Regions from separate parts of the Rattus norvegicus genome. Here all the other regions are linked to region 1. Evidence: chromatin contacts called from public Hi-C data. All regions are on one chromosome and are shown on one strand. The core of a region is the stretch at or near the end of the contact, and the rest is flanking DNA. Distances in the headings are between cores, read along the strand shown. Region 1 holds the start of Sema6d (semaphorin 6D). Region 2 has its middle 140 kb from the start of Sema6d. Region 3 has its middle 200 kb from the start of Slc24a5.

Evidence for each region. Hi-C and Micro-C count contacts between places; a contact is called where the count stands out from the background.
Region 2: a contact with region 1 is called in a Hi-C map of Schwann cells, with 4 times the contacts expected there. The contact joins the enhancer-like site here to the promoter of Sema6d in region 1. A contact is called at or near these places in 2 of 12 Hi-C or Micro-C datasets (Schwann cells and kidney).
Region 3: a Hi-C map of psoas muscle shows a contact between it and region 1, with 2.8 times the contacts expected there. The contact joins the enhancer-like site here to the promoter of Sema6d in region 1. A contact is called at or near these places in 2 of 12 Hi-C or Micro-C datasets (liver and psoas muscle).

Annotation. Positions count from the first base shown.
Region 1 is chr3:132,336,054-132,339,411 of GRCr8, forward strand. It overlaps Sema6d (semaphorin 6D), which reads left to right and starts at 1,303. Exons shown (of 16, transcript NM_001107768.1): 1 at 1,303-1,740.
Region 2 is chr3:132,473,382-132,476,325 of GRCr8, forward strand. No RefSeq gene overlaps it. Among named protein-coding and RNA genes, the nearest start is that of Sema6d, 140 kb to the left of the region's middle. Within about 2 kb of position 1,545, at least 43 of the 93 cell types and tissues checked have an H3K27ac peak or open chromatin away from gene starts, as enhancers often do. A contact at or near this core is called in Schwann cells, where this site is marked.
Region 3 is chr3:132,568,977-132,572,260 of GRCr8, forward strand. No RefSeq gene overlaps it. Among named protein-coding and RNA genes, the nearest start is that of Slc24a5, 200 kb to the right of the region's middle. Within about 2 kb of position 1,670, at least 10 of the 93 cell types and tissues checked have an H3K27ac peak or open chromatin away from gene starts, as enhancers often do.

The DNA of each region.
Region 1 (3,358 bases), core at 53-2,552:
AGATTGGAAACTAATAAACATAGACCGTTCTTGGAAATGAACTTTAAATTAAGATCCTCTTGTTTGGGGATATATGATTCTTTTATTTCATTTATGACAATCCGTACATCTTAAATGATGTCGCTTCAAGGACATTTTCATTTCTCCCACAACGTATTAAACGAAACACTTGCCTGTAAAACCGGCTCATTAGCCTGCAAAATTACACTGTACCGAATGGCTTTCATTCAAAGTGGAAATAAGATTTTTAGTAGGCAATTTCTGTATTTTTTAAAGCTACGGCTATGTTTGATTGCTTCTTCCCAGCTGTTTTACTTAGTGGTTATAAAGATAAATGGGGGAGGGGCTTGTGAAAATGAGCTCAAAAATAAATCCTAGACTAGAAAACTAAGACAAAACTTCGGGGTACAACTGCGCCCACCGCACCACTGGGCTGCAGCCATTTGTCCTCCGATCGTCTAGGGTGGCTGGCTGGGAGAGTAGTGAGGGCGCCTGGAGGAAGGGAGAGGCGGCTTTGCAGGCTACAGAGGCGGCGCCAGCTGGGCGACCCGGCTCGGAGAGGCGCGGGAGGAGCGGCTCCGCTAAGGTGGGAGAGCCTGGGCGCGCGGCCGAGCGCGATCAGGGACGCGGCGGCCACTGGGGTCGAGGCCGCGGCGCGCGTAGGACTCTGGGCGGCGCTGGCCGCGGTGGGAGCTGCAGAGCGGCGAGGGAGCCGGGATCTCAGGGAGCGACTCGGAGATGGATCGAATTACACCATTTGCCGAGCAGCGGTTTGTTTTGCTGGCGCTGGGTCCCGCCGCCGCCGCCGCCGCCGCCGCCCCCGCCGCCTTGGCTAGAGCGGACCAGTTTCAGGATAGATCGCAAGGCGCGACCCGAGACCGTGGGATTGCTCTTTCTGCACACCGTCTTGATCGGCTTTTCCATCTGATCCTGACAAGCTTTATTTGTCTGTTTTTTAAAGCAGGCTTCCCTATGAGAGGTAAGACAGTCTCCCAAGCTCCGCTGACGCTCTGGGTGCGTGATGGGGGTGGGACCCCGAGCCCGGAGCCCGCAGAGCAGCTGTGTGCGGGCGCGTGTGTAAGCGTGGGCGTAGCGTCGCATCTCCCCGGAGTTCATTGCTCTCCCAAGCCGTACGGTCTCCAGCGGTGCCCGAGGCGCCTGGGGAGGTCTGGCTGACCGGTTCCAGCTGGCCGGTGGGCGGCCTGGGGGGCGGGGCGGGGCGGCTCGGCCCTCCTCCTAGGCGCACCCCTCCTCCGGGGGCGCACCCCTAAGGGAAGAAAAGACACCCTAGGCTGCAAGGAAAAGTTTCTTCCTGGCAGGGCTGGCTCTGCGCTGTTCCGCAAGCCGTCAGGGTGAGCCCGCCTTCCTCGCCGCGGGGCTTGCAGCCTCCAACCCTCCAGCCCGCAGCGCAGCCCAGGCTGCCCGGCCACCTTCGGCTGGGAGGACGCCTGGGAGCGCGGAGCCACTGACTGGGCACCCACCCGCGGGGTTCTCAGCCACTCTCCCCCGCAACTTTGCGTGCTTTGTTCTCTGACTGAAAAATGCTCCACCGAAGCGCCCTGGACGGGGTCTTCTCCAGGCGGCAAGGGCTCGACCGGGAGACGTGTTACGCTCTCAGCTCCCCATCAATTATGGATGGAAACAAATAAGGAAAAGTCAATTTTGTATGAGCCGCTTCTTTCGCGGCTAGAGGCGTCTTGTAGCCGGGAGCAGAGGCAGGCAAACCGAGGCCAACACCAGGTAGGGAAACTTCCAGATTCTACTGCAGTGACCCTCTGTAGAAACTGAGGCAGTAGCCGCCCTGGGGGGATTGGGAAGCGCTTTCAGCTTCCAGTCGGACGTCTAACTCTTGAGATCTAAGAACTTGGAGGTGTGGATGCAAAGTGAGTTTGGAATTTTTCTCATTATTTGGCTACTAGGATCATTGCTGGCAGAGTACTGTTTAAATCTAATACTTGTTTTTTAAAAAAAAAATGCCATGGAGCGCGCTGGGGAGGGGTGGGGGAAGTATTGCGGTAGGGTATGAGTTAGAGCACTGGAGGAATTGGACTGGTCAGTAGTCAATTCCAGCATCCTCAGAGTGGGACAGCACATCGTTATTATAGATATAACCCCCAACCCCGACTTTGTGTACAGTAACTGGACTCCGTGTCAACCACTAAGGCTTCTTTGCCTTAAATACAACGCTGCTTCTGGTTACTTATGGGAAATGTCGAGGGCTACTTCCTCTCAAAACTTCTAGCTACTACAAATTTTAAGTCTGCACTACCAAAATATATGTGTTTTCCCCTTCCTTCTGCTTGATACTTGACACAGTGAAATAGAATCTTTTGTTTATTTCAATGCCAAAGTCTCGGGGAAAGAGTTAACATTTTTATTCAGTTGGTTTCGTCTCTGGCCCTTGAAAAGGAGAAATACTCTCCTTGGAGAAAATCTCCAAGGCTTTTCTTCCCTGTATTGTGAAATCTTAGACAGCTGGGGGTGGGGGGTAGCGTTTTTACTGTCGTTTTGATGGCACAAAACAATAGATTCTGGAACTGTGTTTATTCATGATGTTAAGTGTCTACCCGAGGAAATTAACTTCTCTTTAGTATCGGGTTAATGTAGTGAGTGACAGACTCATTCTCTCAAGCTAGCATGCATTACACACGAGCATTTATCCTGGCTCAGATACCTAAAAATTACAGATACGCTCTGAGATTGGGCCTATATCACTAGGAGCTTAAATATCTGAAGATAAACTACAGCCGGGATCTGCTTTTCAGGCTTTGGTTGAGGTCTCTGAGCTATGCTCCAAGGAGACAGTTAAATGCATATGAGATCCTAAGATTTCTCTGCTGGCTTGCTTAGGAAGAGCAACAAACCACTAGCATTTCTTACTGGATCCTGCAGGATATTGGCACCCATCTCATTTCTCCTGAGAATGCTACATAGGTACCCTTTCTGAGGAGCGCGTCTGTGATGCATGAGAATGTGGCAGGAATACTGTGACGGCTCCATCGCCAGGCATCTGGTTAGCCTGAGTTTGATTTAGATCTATGGGCATTTTGCCACCCCTACCCCCTTTTTTTCGATACCCTCTAATAGTACCAGCACCATCTGGTCATGCCTCCCTTGGTTTGATGAATTTGAAAGATGGCTGTGACGTCAGCCTTAGTCCTCAGAGTGAGGGCAACTTAAAAACCCTGAAGACTTCAGTTCACTGGCTTGCTGCACAGGAAGGCTCTGTCCAGTAACTAATGTGGGTAAGTGAGCCTCTGTATCCTGTCGTCTGGTGGTTTCCGTTCCTTGAAAGGCCATGGACAAGAAGCTTGGATTCAGAACTTTAATTCCAAAAGATCCTCACGGTTGCTGAGGA
Region 2 (2,944 bases), core at 295-2,794, 140 kb after region 1:
TTTAGATGGCTTGCAGCAATTATAAAGCCGTCATATTCCTGTCTGTGATGACATATCTCTGATGTATGTGGATGAACCAAGCATGTGCTGTCTGCTGCAGACTGTGGGAACATGTCAGGGTGGGGCCCATGCTGGAGGTGCTTGCTGTCTTTCTGACATCAGACTTGCCACAGTGGACAAAGCTGTTCATTTGGCTTATGAGCGCTGCACCATGTGTAATGAAATGCCTCGAATAAGACCAATGTATGGAAAACAGTAGAAAAATCCTAAGCTGTTTGTATTAAGTTCAAGTGCAGCCATTTTGGGGTCTCTCTTAGCTCCCCATTGTCACTCTGATGTTTAGGGTTCCTGTACAGGACTGCGGGTGTGATTTGGTATGTTATTTCTCAGAGACAGTCTTGCATATTTGTCTCCCTAACGCTTTTCTCCTTGCAGTTGTAAGGTCTTAGATGATGGGATGTTTTCACCTTGTTCCTCACATCCTATAACGATGACCTAAGATCACCATCCTATAAGTATCCGTGAAAACACAAACAAACGGGAGGACATATTTGTGTTTTCTTGAAATAAGAGCCAGGGCCTCAAGGGCAAGAAAGGTGAGGATTTAGATAAAGGAGGCTGATGTAGGGAAGCACAGAGGGAGCCAATATAAAAGTGACACACTTGATTGGGTGACAGAGCTACCAGAGGAAGAAACAGGTGTTATGCTCACAGATGAGGAACTGTCACGGCTGGATGAGGAGAGTTGAGACAGAGTTTGGAAAAACTGGTCAAAATCTAAGACGCTTACATTTGCCCAAAGTCAGTTCACTGGTCTCTCTCCTAATGCTGCTCTGAAATGCATGCTGGAGTTTCTAGGGTGGCTTACGTGAACTGCGAAAAGTGTTTATGGTGGTGAGTTTGCAAGGTTGGAAGCCTGCTGCCTCATATTTTTGGAGGCTGGAAGAGCATGGCATTTAGGTCAGCAGCAAGGATTTAGAGCTAATCTCATATATAAGCACACAGCACTTTATCAAAACTCAGGCCAAGAAACTATGTGTCATGAGGATCCAGGCTGTGTCTCTATGCACAATACAGCGTGGTCCCTGGATTAATCTAACCTTTAGGAGAACCATCATGATCCTGGCTCTTGGGATCCTATTACTAGCTCTCCAGAGCCAATGGAATTAATCACTCATTTTTTTTACTGTGCTAGCTTTGGGATGTCTCAGCTGTCCAGGGCGCAGGTTTTCACTTTGGATTTTCCATTTTCCCCGTGGGATCCACAAGCTCAATTGAGGAGATAAGCCCACAGCCATGCTGCTACCGAAACCTGCGGAACCCTTTCGAGATGATGGGATAGCTCTTTTTCTGTTGTCACAGGCCTGCCTGTGAGCATCTGCCTTCACGCTAAGGGCAACTTTATTACAGTAGGGCTTTGAGGAGGTTACTTGAATTTGGACATTCTATCCAGCACTGCCCAGAGCCATCCACAGCAGATCCTGCCCCATGGGTCACACAGCACACAGAGCTCAGCTCAGTAACACTGGTTATGCATGAACTAACTATGTCTTGTTTCTGAATAGGAAACCAGTACAGAGTGTCACCCAGTATGGCTATGCTTGGACAATCTATGCACTGTTGTTTGCAAAATCATAACAACAAAAGGCATTCTTACATTTTATAACAGAGGAGAAAAGAGTGGAGGAGAGGGAGGAGGCAGAGGCCATAAAGGCCACCACCACTACCAAAATGTGACATAATTGTTTTTCTTATTCTAGAAGACTTTATAGTCTCCATTTTAGACAGATTTTTGGTTTTCATTCTAAAGGTTAAGGGAGACAGGAAAATTCCTAGGTCAAAAATACCCAACCCTCACTCTTCTCAGAATCTGCCCGTCCATGGCTTCAGAGTCATCTCTCTAGAGCCCGGTTACTCTCTCACCTGTTGCTTTCTGCTTTATCCTCCCAGCCTGCATTTCAGCCCCCACCCTCCCTCTGCCAACTGCCAGGAGTGCCCAGCATTCCTGAAAGCCTGGCTCAAAGCCTACCTCCTCTGTGAGCTTTCACTCCCTCCCCAGCATGGCCGCCACATGACACCACACATTGTCCACTCTGTGGATTACAATCTTACAGTGAGGGTAGTGTGTAAAAAAATGAGTTCCTGCATACATGAAATGAATTTTACTCTCTGTGCTGTGGTTGGCATCATGTGGGTATTTGGGAAATTTTTAATGAACAAATGAAAGAGGGAATTATTAAGAATAAAATAGAAAGTGGGCTGAATGTTCACCTAAGTGAAATTATTTCTAATAGGACAGTATTCTGAATCCTACAGTTTCTCCTGTGGTTTACACTACAGAGTTAATACCTCTGAGATGAGTCTTTGAATGTGTCCTGTCCAGTAGCTGATATGACAGGAAGAGCCTATGATGAGCTAAGAGAGGCAAAGGTACCTGTCACCTAGACTTGAAAAAGGGAAGTGTTTCAATAGCAGAGCAGGATCCGATTGTCAGGTGTTTGCTGGTTTGAGTGTGCTCATCCTTGTGGCCAGAGGGTGGGAGGCAGGCCATGGCTGAAGAATGTGGACCATGGAGTTGAAAGAGGAAGACTCTCTTCTCAAATAGAGAAGCACTTGACATTGAAAATAATCACACCCAAAATGCCAAAAGGTAACTTGCAAGTTTCTAGAAACAGCCTGTTAGTTACTTTTCTGTCACTAAGCTAAAACACCATGACCAAGGTAGATGATAGAAGAGACTGAGAGTTGGAATTATGGTTCTAGAGGCATGAGAGTGTCCATGATGGTGGGGAGGCATGGCAACAAGCTGCACGTGTAAGAGTGGGAGCAGGAACGTGAAATCTCACATGTTCTAACATCATAAGCATGGTGAGAGGGAGCTGGATGTGTTTTGCAAAGCCTTTCCCCAGTGACCAACTTCCTCCAGTAAGGCTCTACCACCTTG
Region 3 (3,284 bases), core at 420-2,919, 230 kb after region 1:
CACAGCCATCCAGAAGGGAAAACAGTAGTGGCATGTGACCACCATCTCTTTCTCATGGACGACTTGCCTTGTGTCATAGGAATGTCAGGCACCAAAACAGCACGATCTGAACAAATAAATCCCACCCAGCAGCAGGCTGTTGACAGCTGCTCATAACTTGGCCATGTTAAGAAGTGAGCCTTCTCTCTGTTGTTGCTGTCTTGATAATTTGCCGCAATTATATTCTGACTGTGTACCTTGGGCAGGAAGACCACGCATATGCAACCATGGTTCCCCCTTATTCCACAAGGCCACTCACCAGACTTCCACTTTCTCCACCATAGTTCTCTTTATTTCCTTCACATTCTGTAAGTATTCTTAGGGAGGTATTTTGAAATTTGATAAATTAACTTATTCATTTGTCTATTGATATCAGCATGAACTCTTGGTCATCTGTTTTAGTCAGTGGCTCCTAATCTGTTATCATAACTGTCTTGATATATTGTCGAAGAGTCAGTCAGTGAGAGTCCCTCAGGCAAATTTGTCTTTTTTGCTTGCTCCCCATTATACACCTTGTTCATTGCATGTATCTTTACTTTCTAATACAAGGATTGCTTCAGAATTATCTGCATTTTTTTCTTATCTCATCTCTGGGACTTCTTACTGTTTTATTTTGAACAATAGCAGCATATAGTTACCAAGACATGAATATCCTTCTTGCTATTGGGCTATTATTGCTCCCAGACTGGGTTAGAGGATATATATGTATGTCAAAAGATAAACAATAGATGATAGATAGATAGATAGATAGATAGATAGATAGATAGATAGATAGACAGACAGACAGACAGACAGATATACATACACTGGAGTGTATAGAAACACTGAGGCCAGACACACAGAAACCCTGTATGGCCTGGTGTAGGGACAGCTCTCAGAGCTGAAGTGCCTCAACCTTGGTGGCTTTGGGGTGCACTCTGTTCTTTTTCTTGAGGCTGTATGACCTATAGCTCAGTCCTTGTCACGTAGAAGGAAATCAAGCCCTAGACTGGGGAGCCCGTGTGAGTCAGGGTCTACTTGGGGCAGAGGATGATGGAAGGTACAGGGAAGCAGAAATAAACTCAAGGTCACATCTCTGGTAGTCCTGCCTCCAAGTGTAGGAGTCTTTCCAAAATCTCAAGTCCCAAGGGCATGCGCCCACCTGTGTCTCTTCCAAGAGATCTGGATGTTGAGACCAGGATGCATGACTAACACCAGCCACCCTGGGGGATCTATCTAATGGAATCTATCCTCTATCTACCAGCTATGGATCTACCTACCTAATTTTCTCTCTCTTCACATTTGTACTTCCCTTCTCTGACAATGAGAAGCCTGACTCCCATTATCTTAAAATGTTTCCTTGTCTGCTCAGCATCCCAGGAGGCACCCCACATCCTGTGGTTGACTCACACATCCCTCGGCTCCCGCCTCCTCTGGCAGGCTGCCCTCTCCCAAGGTTTTCTGAATTGTTCAGGATAGGAAGGGATAGGGATATCCCAGGAAGGAAGAACAGGAAAGGGAAAGGTGGGGCATAAAAGAAGAGGGAAGTGCCTCTGCCCTTTTGATTATGTGAAGTAAGAGTATGCACATTCCCAGCCTAGTCAATGCTGTGAGCATGTTAGTCAGAGGCATGCGGACCTAAGCCAAAGGGAAGCTGGTATCACCATTGGAGGGAACCCTGGTTCCAAACCTTGGGACATTGCACAGCTGAGGCCACTGCTTTGGTCAAGCTTTTTGACAGAGCTGTAGCCTCCTCTGTAGCAACCTCTGGGTGCCTGTAACCAGGAAGATAAGAGTCTGAGATGTGACTTGCACCTCAGGGAGTCTAAGAAAAAGACTGAGCTGCTGTGTTTAGTGCCCACAGAGGTGAAGGGTGATCACAGGACTTCTGGGGAGAGATAGATGTACCCCCTGATGCCCAGGATGCCTCGGCTGTTTATCTGCACAGGTGCTCTCAAGCATGTGTGTGCACTGGTAGGAGATGCAGACCGCTTTGGCAAAGGCTACCAGGAGGTGGGTTGCTTGTGTCTGTGGCAGTGGGTAGAGGCTGGGTGTCCAGCTTCACAGTGGGCCCTGCAGTGGCCAGAACAGTTCTCCTCAGAGAACTCCACCCAAGTGAAGCTGGAATTCTTGAATTCTCCACAGAAAAGAACCTGTGTGAAACAGAGTGGGAGTACTGGTGATCTTTTAACATAAATCCAAGCACAGAGTTGAGAGAGAGGCTCTGAGGAAGGACAGTCTGTTCTGAAGGTGTGGGTTTGTGCCTCTCAAGTGTATTCACTGTAGCCTCACATAGGATTTCTGCTTATATCCTTCACACAGTTCTTAGTGTACCCTACACACACACACACACACACACACACACACACACACACACACACACACACAGACCTTCTCCTGTTGTTAGTAAATGACATCACAGGATGGCTCTGAAGGTATCGTGGACAGGATGGCAGTCAGATAAGGTCACGTGGGTCACAAGGGTTACAAGGAGATAAAGAAACGTATAGCTTGGCAGGGTTTGCTTCCTGGGTTTTTTATTTGTTTTTCTTTAGAGGGAGAGGTTCTTTTGAGATAGAAAAGCACAGGTTTATAGCTTGGAAAGGAGCACGGGCGTATGACTTGTGCCTTAAATATGGCTCATTGGGGAACTCTCCTCCATTGTTGGTGGGATTGCAAACTGGTACAACCATTCTGGAAATCAGTCTGGAGGATCCTCAGAAAATTGGACATTGAACTGCCTGAGGATCCAGCTATACCTCTCTTGGGCATATACCCAAAAGATGCCCCAACATATAAAAAAGACACGTGCTCCACTATGTCCATTGCAGCCTTATTTATAATAGCCAGAAGCTGGAAAGAACCCAGATGCCCTTCAACAGAGGAATGGATACAGAAAATGTGGTACATCTACACAATGGAATATTACTCAGCTATCAAAAACAACGACTTTATGAAATTCGTAGGCAAATGGTTGGAACTGGAAAACATCATCCTGAGTGAGCTAACCCAATCACAGAAAGACATACATGGTATGCACTCATTGATAAGTGGCTATTAGCCCAAATGCTTGAATTACCCTAGATCCCTAGAACAAACGAAACTCAAGACGGATGATCAAAATGTGAATGCTTCACTCCTTCTTTAAATGAGGAAAAAGAATACCCTTGGCTGGGAAGGGAGAGGCAAAGATTAAAACAGAGACTGAAGGAACACCCATTCAGAGCCTGCCCCACATGTGGCCCATACATATACAGCCACCCAAT